2 separate regions of the Mus musculus genome follow, and region 1 is linked to region 2. A link is a contact called in public Hi-C data. All regions are on one chromosome and are shown on one strand. Each heading gives the region's core, a stretch centred on a gene start, on an enhancer-like site or on the middle of the called end of the contact. The rest is flanking DNA. Distances are from core to core; before and after follow the strand shown. Region 1 overlaps Ankib1 (ankyrin repeat and IBR domain containing 1). Region 2 holds the start of Gatad1 (GATA zinc finger domain containing 1).

Region 1 (3,335 bases), core at 201-2,700, 47 kb after region 2:
CTCGCAGGGAAGAGCTGTGCAGCACACTCATCGATGCAGAGCTGACCACAGATGCACCAGGCCTGCGGCCGCTGCTCCCCTCTGGGAGATCTGTTTGAAAACAATTGGCACCACAGGCAATTGAGTTGTTGTCGCCACACATCTATAGACTGGTAGGCTTTCTCAGCTCCCAGGAAAGCTCATCTTCATACCCACACCCACTGCATCTCCTGCATTTGCCCGCAGGGTTGTGTGATGGGGAGCAGTAACAGATATCCAGTGTGATCATCTCAGAATCGCATCTATGCAGCTTTCAGTAATTCAGGATCTACTGCCCACACCCTTTTCCCAAGTCACAATGAATTTCAGTGTTTGTGTCTTCAGATTTCATAAATTTAAAGAGTTCTGGAACTATAATAGCCTCAAGAACCAATCTACAGGCCAACTGATCCTGATATTACAGTCTAGGCATGTTTAATGAAAAATTTAACACTTAAAAGTCAAATAATTAAAATAGTTCTGTTTTTAAGACGGGTTCTGGGAAAGCTAAGGCCCCCGATCACCTGGGGCACAAGAATCTTTTACTTATTGCATTCTAATCTGGTAGGATGCCCCTTACCTTGTTTTTAAATGCAGAGAAAATGTTCCAAGCATGTCATAATGGTATTAAGAGCTTCCACTTTCTGAGCATTCACAGTGCTTTATATCATTACCTACTTTGATACTGACCTTAAAATAAGCTAACTGAAGATAAAGACGGTTTGTGCCTTGACTTAAGTTACACAGCAGAGATGGGTGCAATACCCAGGACATTCTGGCTTTAGTCATTAACTTCCTGGTTTTCTTTATCCTTAGACAATAGAGGCATCTCTACATCGATGCTGAACCCAAACTACAAACTCACAAACACTGACAACTACTAGTTTTAAAAATAAACTCAAGAGATGAAGAGACAAAATGACATCCACTGTCCCAGGAGCTCACCGAAAGTGCTTTCGCTTGGTTCATCCAGGTCTGTAGGGTTACTGAGCAGGCTATGCACATCTCCTCGACGGCGCTGCTGTCTGTGTCTCCTCCGATACTGAAATTCAGCATATTCCTGCATAAACCAAAGGTTATAAAATACAGGAGAGCATGCAAATTGTAAAAATGCAACTAAAACTAAAACACACTTTCTTTAGGAGAAAAAAAAGTGTGATTTTATATGCATAGTATAAAAAGCACTTGCTTTAGAAAAGGAAACTTCAAATTTAGCCAAGCAAAGAAAATAAGGAAGAAAGCAAAATCAAAATTTCTAGTGGTCACAGGTGCTTCTACTAGGGCTAACTGTAAGCTCCAGAGCTAGACATAACTGCTATTTCCATGGTCTTGTCTTGTTATGTAAAACTACATTGATACCACAACCATCCTCCTACAGGTGTTAGGCTCTCTGGGGGGGGGGAGGTAGTTTTTAAAGAAGTATGGTTGGGGAGGAACAGGAAGGGGGAACAGAAGCAGAAACAATGGCAGAAAACCCAGATGACATCCACACTGATATGGACCTGCCAGAAAACTGAGCTGCCTTTGTGACGATGACGACCAACTCAACAGTCACTTGCTGGAAAAGAAGCATGCTGCACACTGGCTTTCCAATGCACTGCCGAGCTTCCCCTTCTCAGTCAATGGCCGGCTGTACTGCAGCTCAGGGAGTATTTACAACTTAGCATTTGGAAGGAGACAGACTAAAACAGGTGTGTGTATGTTTGATTTACATTTGTGGTGATAGTTTACAGTATGTTTGTTACTACCAAAGGTTATAATTTGAGAGAAACTGCTACAGATTTCAGTAACAGGAAGTGAGAGTCAAAGAGAAGCCAGGATGTATGGCAGCAGGTTTTTGAGAATCATTGTTGAAACTCCCAGGGCTAAACATGAAGCCTTGGGCTTATGATGATCCCAGTTATTTATGGTGAAAGCACTAGAACTAAGAGAAGTCAGGTTATTATTATACAACTTCCACACTTTATTAATCTGGCCAAATCAATCTATCTATCTTTATCAATCTAATCTTGCCTGTTTGTCTGTCCATCTGTCCGTCCGTCCGGCCACCCACCCATCCATCTATTCATCCTAACTTAACCTATCTGTGTGGCTGGAAATTGAACCCAGCCTAACCCTAACCCACCCTAACCCTGGCCCTGGTCCTGGCCCTGCCCTTGCCCCTGCCCCTAACCCTGGCCCTGGTCCTGGCCCTGGGCAGACACACTCTGCCATTGAGCTCCAGCTCCAGCCCATTCCTAAATGTCTTTAGACTTCAGCATCCATCTATGTTTAGATACAAGTCAGTGAGCGAAGTGCCCTGCTGGGTCACACAGGTTCCTTAACATCTCCCCTGAGCTGTGGCATCATTTCCTCTTTCCTGGAGATGGAGGCTTGAGAATGCTTGTGTTATCACGGCTCACAGGATTAGTGCACACACCACATTTCTTAGACAGAGACAAAAGGGGAATCTACCTCACTGCAAGGCTCCTTTGTAAGGAGCACATGCTTAACTTCTACAAGACCCGAGCAGTGCAGTAATTCTGAGAACATAAGTTTCTATTCATTAACAGAATGCCAGGGCCAGGGCCAGGGCCAGGGCCAGGGCCAGGGGCAGTGGCAAAGTTCAGGGCCAGGGGCAGGATTAGGGTGGGTTAGGGTTAGGCTGGGTTCAATTTCCAGCCACACAGATAGGTTAAGTTAGGATGGATGGATGGATGGGTAGATGGACGGTCAGATGGATGGACAGACAGATGGACAGCATTTGCAATTTGAGAAAGGAAACTTGCTCTATTTCTAACTATTCCCACAGAAAACCCTGAGTGGCATTCTGACAGGGTGCAACACGCTAACAATGTATTTTATCAAAAAATTGTCTGAAAATTGCCAAGGACCCCTCAGATTTTCAAGTGAGCACGTGAAGGGACAGGATGCTTCAGATGGTGTGAGAACAATAAGGTCAAGAGAAGATGAAAAGGACAAGAGAAATCCTTTGAGGTCACAGGGAATGCTAGGAGGTGCTTTGCTTCAAGATTATGCTCTTTGCATTAGGCTCAGCCCTTTTAGAGCAACATAAACACTTGTTCATGCCTGCTACAAATTCTACCAATCAGTTTAAAGAGACAAATTGGCAACCTACAGATTAGGAAAAATATCTTCACTAACTCCATATCTGATAGAAGGCTAATATCCAAAATATATAAAGAACTCAAGAAGCTAACCTCCAAAAAACCCGAAGCAACCCAATAAAAAAAATGGAGGTATAGAGCTAAACAGAGAACTCACAAGAGAGGAATCTGGAATGGCCAAGAAGCACTTAAAGAAATGTTCAAAGTCCT
Region 2 (3,073 bases), core at 92-2,591:
AAAAAAACTGAGAAACTGCTTTTCTAATGTCAAAAACTGCCAATTTCTTCCAGGAGAGCTGTCTTTTGGGAAACCTTGCCTTCCCTCCAGAATACGGCCTAAGTGCACCTGAGAGGTACACCAGCCGTGGGAAGGCCCACCACACCCACAGTGTCCCATTAGGAAGCACAATGTCCACAACCATCTTACATTTTTTAACTTAAAAATATGTCTTCTCCCTTTTCCTTTCGTGGAAACTTTCTTTTCAGCAGCTGGAGCCGATTTGTATTTGGTATTTCTGAGCCGGGCCGACCTTCTGTGAATTTCTTGCTTACTCTGTTACACAATTTAGAGAAAAGGAAATTAAAACTGCAGAAGAAAAGCCAATACAATAACCTCACAAAGATCAGAGGATAATACACTTTGTTAAAAGAAATTAAAAACAAAAAACTTAAAAGACCGAGGGCTGAGATGTTAAACTCTGTAGGGCCTCCCAAGAGATGGCGCTGCTTTCAAGCGGGAAGAGGACAGAAGTGGGGGGAGGACAAGGCAGGAACTATTTATTATTCGTTTGCTGAACTGATCTATTTTACGCCCCCCCCCAAGTTTCCTGCATATCTCAGAACAGAATTCTAATGCTGACATTTTTAGCGACCTACTAATTTATTAACGTGACAAGGACTTGATGGGCAAGAGGTCCTCGACCTACAAGCAAATGGCCTCGTCCGGCTGCCCCGGTGCGTCCCGCACCGCCCGGTCTACGGCAGGAAGCCCTTCTCCCGAGGAGGGAGAGGCCGAGGGCTCACCTGCTTGCCGCCGCCGCCCCCGTTGCTCTGCGAAGGACCGGCCGAGGTGGTGGCGAAGGTGGTGGTGCCGAAGCCACCGCCGCCGCCGCCACCGCCCCCGGTCCCGCCCGCCACTCCCGCGCCGCCGCCGCCCCGGCCCGTGCAGTGATGGCAGAGGATCTCGCCCTGTGGACTCTTCTTCCACATGGAGGACGACGTAGTCTTGCACATGCTGCAGGTGGGCTTCAGGCCCAGCGGCATGCTGGCCGGCTCGGGCGGCCCCCGCGGGCGCAGCGACACGGGAATGGCGGCCGTCTGCACGGGCCGCCCAGGGGTCGGCCGGCCACCTCGGCGACTGGAAGAGCAAGGTCGGAGGTGCTGGGCCGCCCGCGCCGGGACCCAGCGGCCACCGCTGACCCCTGGAGGCGGGAAGCGGGCTCCCGCAGCCCGGGACCCAGCCCTGGAGCTGGGCCGCCCGCGGGGCACGCAGGCCCGATACTCGGCGCGGCCTCCCGGGAAAGCCAGCTCCGCCCTAGGGGACGCTATCCGGGGCGGCCGCCGCCGCCGCCGGGGTCCCCAGGGCGACCACGACCCTGCCTCCGCCCACCGGGGCTTCCGGCGATGGGCGGAGCTCCCGGGGCGGGGCGGGGCGGGGCCGAGTGAACCAGTGTGCCTGACCTAGGCTTTGGGGCTCCGGAAACCCCGCCTACTGGCCGGAAGTGGCCCTGCCAGACTTACCATTGCCTGTCACTCTTCTGAGTTTACAACTGGCTGGGGGGGGGGGGGGCTGGGGGGGGGGAATGGATGTAAAATTTCCCGTTAAAAGTGAATTTCAAATGACTAGTGAGAGTGGCCCATGTAATAGTAGTTATATGATACTCATACTTATCCTGTGTTTTCATTTGATAAATGTAGCCTTATTGATCAAGACCCTTTTAAAAGTCTTAATTAATTAATTTGACTTTGGAGGCTAGGGAGGTGACCTGATGGTAAAGTTCTTCTGGCACAAGCTTATGGCCTGAGTTTGACCCCCAGTACTCACGTAAAAAGCTAGGTGTGTTAGGGCTGGAAAGACAGCTAAGACTAGATCCAGTATTAGCACCTACACTGTGAAACTTAATTTAACATTCTTGCTTGGCATACTACTTAACATTAGAATAAAGTGCTCTCGAGCCCCCTCCCCCCCAAAAAAAGAATTGAGGGTCTAAGAAATTCATATAATAAGAACATTCAGACAGAAAACAGCAGAAACACCAGTGTGGACTGGATGAGATTAATTTATTAGTCAATGATTTATTTTACCTGGGTCAATGTAACAGTGCTGTGCACTGAATACTGAACGTGAGGGGTTTATGAGTTAGTTGGGTTAGAAATGAGCAATGTGCAGAAGAATTCCTATCAATTATTTCTCATGAGTTATACTATAATTAAAACGTTACAGTTTTGTATTACACAGTTGGGTTCAGAGCTGGGATATTTGTATCTTATATGGCTTCACATCACTTATTTGCATAAAGAACAAGCAATACATTATACCTTCCTAACGTTTAAAATAAAGTATATTAGCATAAAGGCTCCCAAAGAAGATTCCTGGAGACTGCATTGAACACTGCTTTAACTAGGGGTGATTGCTGGAAGAATTTATCGTTTTCTGTGAACTTTGGTTCGAGGAACTGGACACATTTCAACCTGGATTTAAATCACTGCAAAACTAGTAGTTCTCTGGGAGGACCATTAGCAAAGCAGATACAATACACTTTCACCTGGAAAGGAGATGTGTATTATTTGAGAGAATTAAGCCTGAACATTGGCTATGTTCGTTGAAGTCTAAAGCTCCCAGGGAAACTAGCCCAAGGAATGAAGGAATTCCTAAGTACTGGTTACAGGTAAATAAATATTTCTTTAATTGAACAACTGTATGCTCAGTGGAGTTTTATCTATATGTGGCATGTGTATACATGATCATATGTGCCTGTATATGTGTCTAAGGACACATGCGCGTGTGTGTGCAGATAAGCACATGTGTGGAGGCTAGAGGTTGGACATTAGGGGTCTCCCTCAATCACTTTCTACCTTTTTTTTTTTTAAACAGTTTTTTTCCTGAACTTGCAGCTTACCAATTAACCTAGACTGGTTTAACCAGCAAGCCCCAGAAACCCCCCGTCCAAGTTCCCCAGGTCCTAACGTCCATGTGTGACCTTTTACATAGATGCTGGGAACTCAGACCCCCAAGCACATTACAGACTCAACTATCTCCCTGGCCACGTTTTAACTTCTTTGAAACAGGATCTTACTCCATCCCATGCTGC

The links. Hi-C and Micro-C count contacts between places; a contact is called where the count stands out from the background.
Region 1: a Hi-C map of Th17 cells shows a contact between it and region 2, with 2.3 times the contacts expected there. The contact joins the enhancer-like site here to the promoter of Gatad1 in region 2. A contact is called at or near these places in 11 of 39 promoter capture datasets (the 3T3-L1 cell line, 3T3-L1-derived adipocytes, the C10 cell line and 6 more), 1 of 15 datasets of contacts at CTCF or cohesin (CD8 T cells), 27 of 484 Hi-C or Micro-C datasets (CD8 T cells, ECoMG myeloid progenitors, the G1E-ER4 cell line and 20 more), 7 of 115 datasets of contacts at active chromatin or transcription factors (the SCID.adh cell line, T-cell acute lymphoblastic leukemia, bone marrow-derived dendritic cells and 3 more) and 3 of 9 other capture datasets (adipose tissue, liver and pancreatic islet).

The regions. Positions count from the first base shown.
Region 1 is chr5:3,693,816-3,697,150 of GRCm38.p6, forward strand. It overlaps Ankib1 (ankyrin repeat and IBR domain containing 1), which reads right to left. Exons shown (of 20, transcript NM_001289527.1): 18 at 964-1,078; 19 at 1-90. Among named protein-coding and RNA genes, the nearest start is that of Tmbim7, 38 kb to the left of the region's middle. Within about 2 kb of position 1,451, at least 10 of the 459 cell types and tissues checked have an H3K27ac peak or open chromatin away from gene starts, as enhancers often do. A contact at or near this core is called in Th17 cells and pre-pro-B cells, where this site is marked.
Region 2 is chr5:3,646,595-3,649,667 of GRCm38.p6, forward strand. Gatad1 (GATA zinc finger domain containing 1) reads right to left here and starts at 1,342. Exons shown (of 5, transcript NM_026033.2): 1 at 786-1,342; 2 at 190-315. The coding sequence starts at 1,025.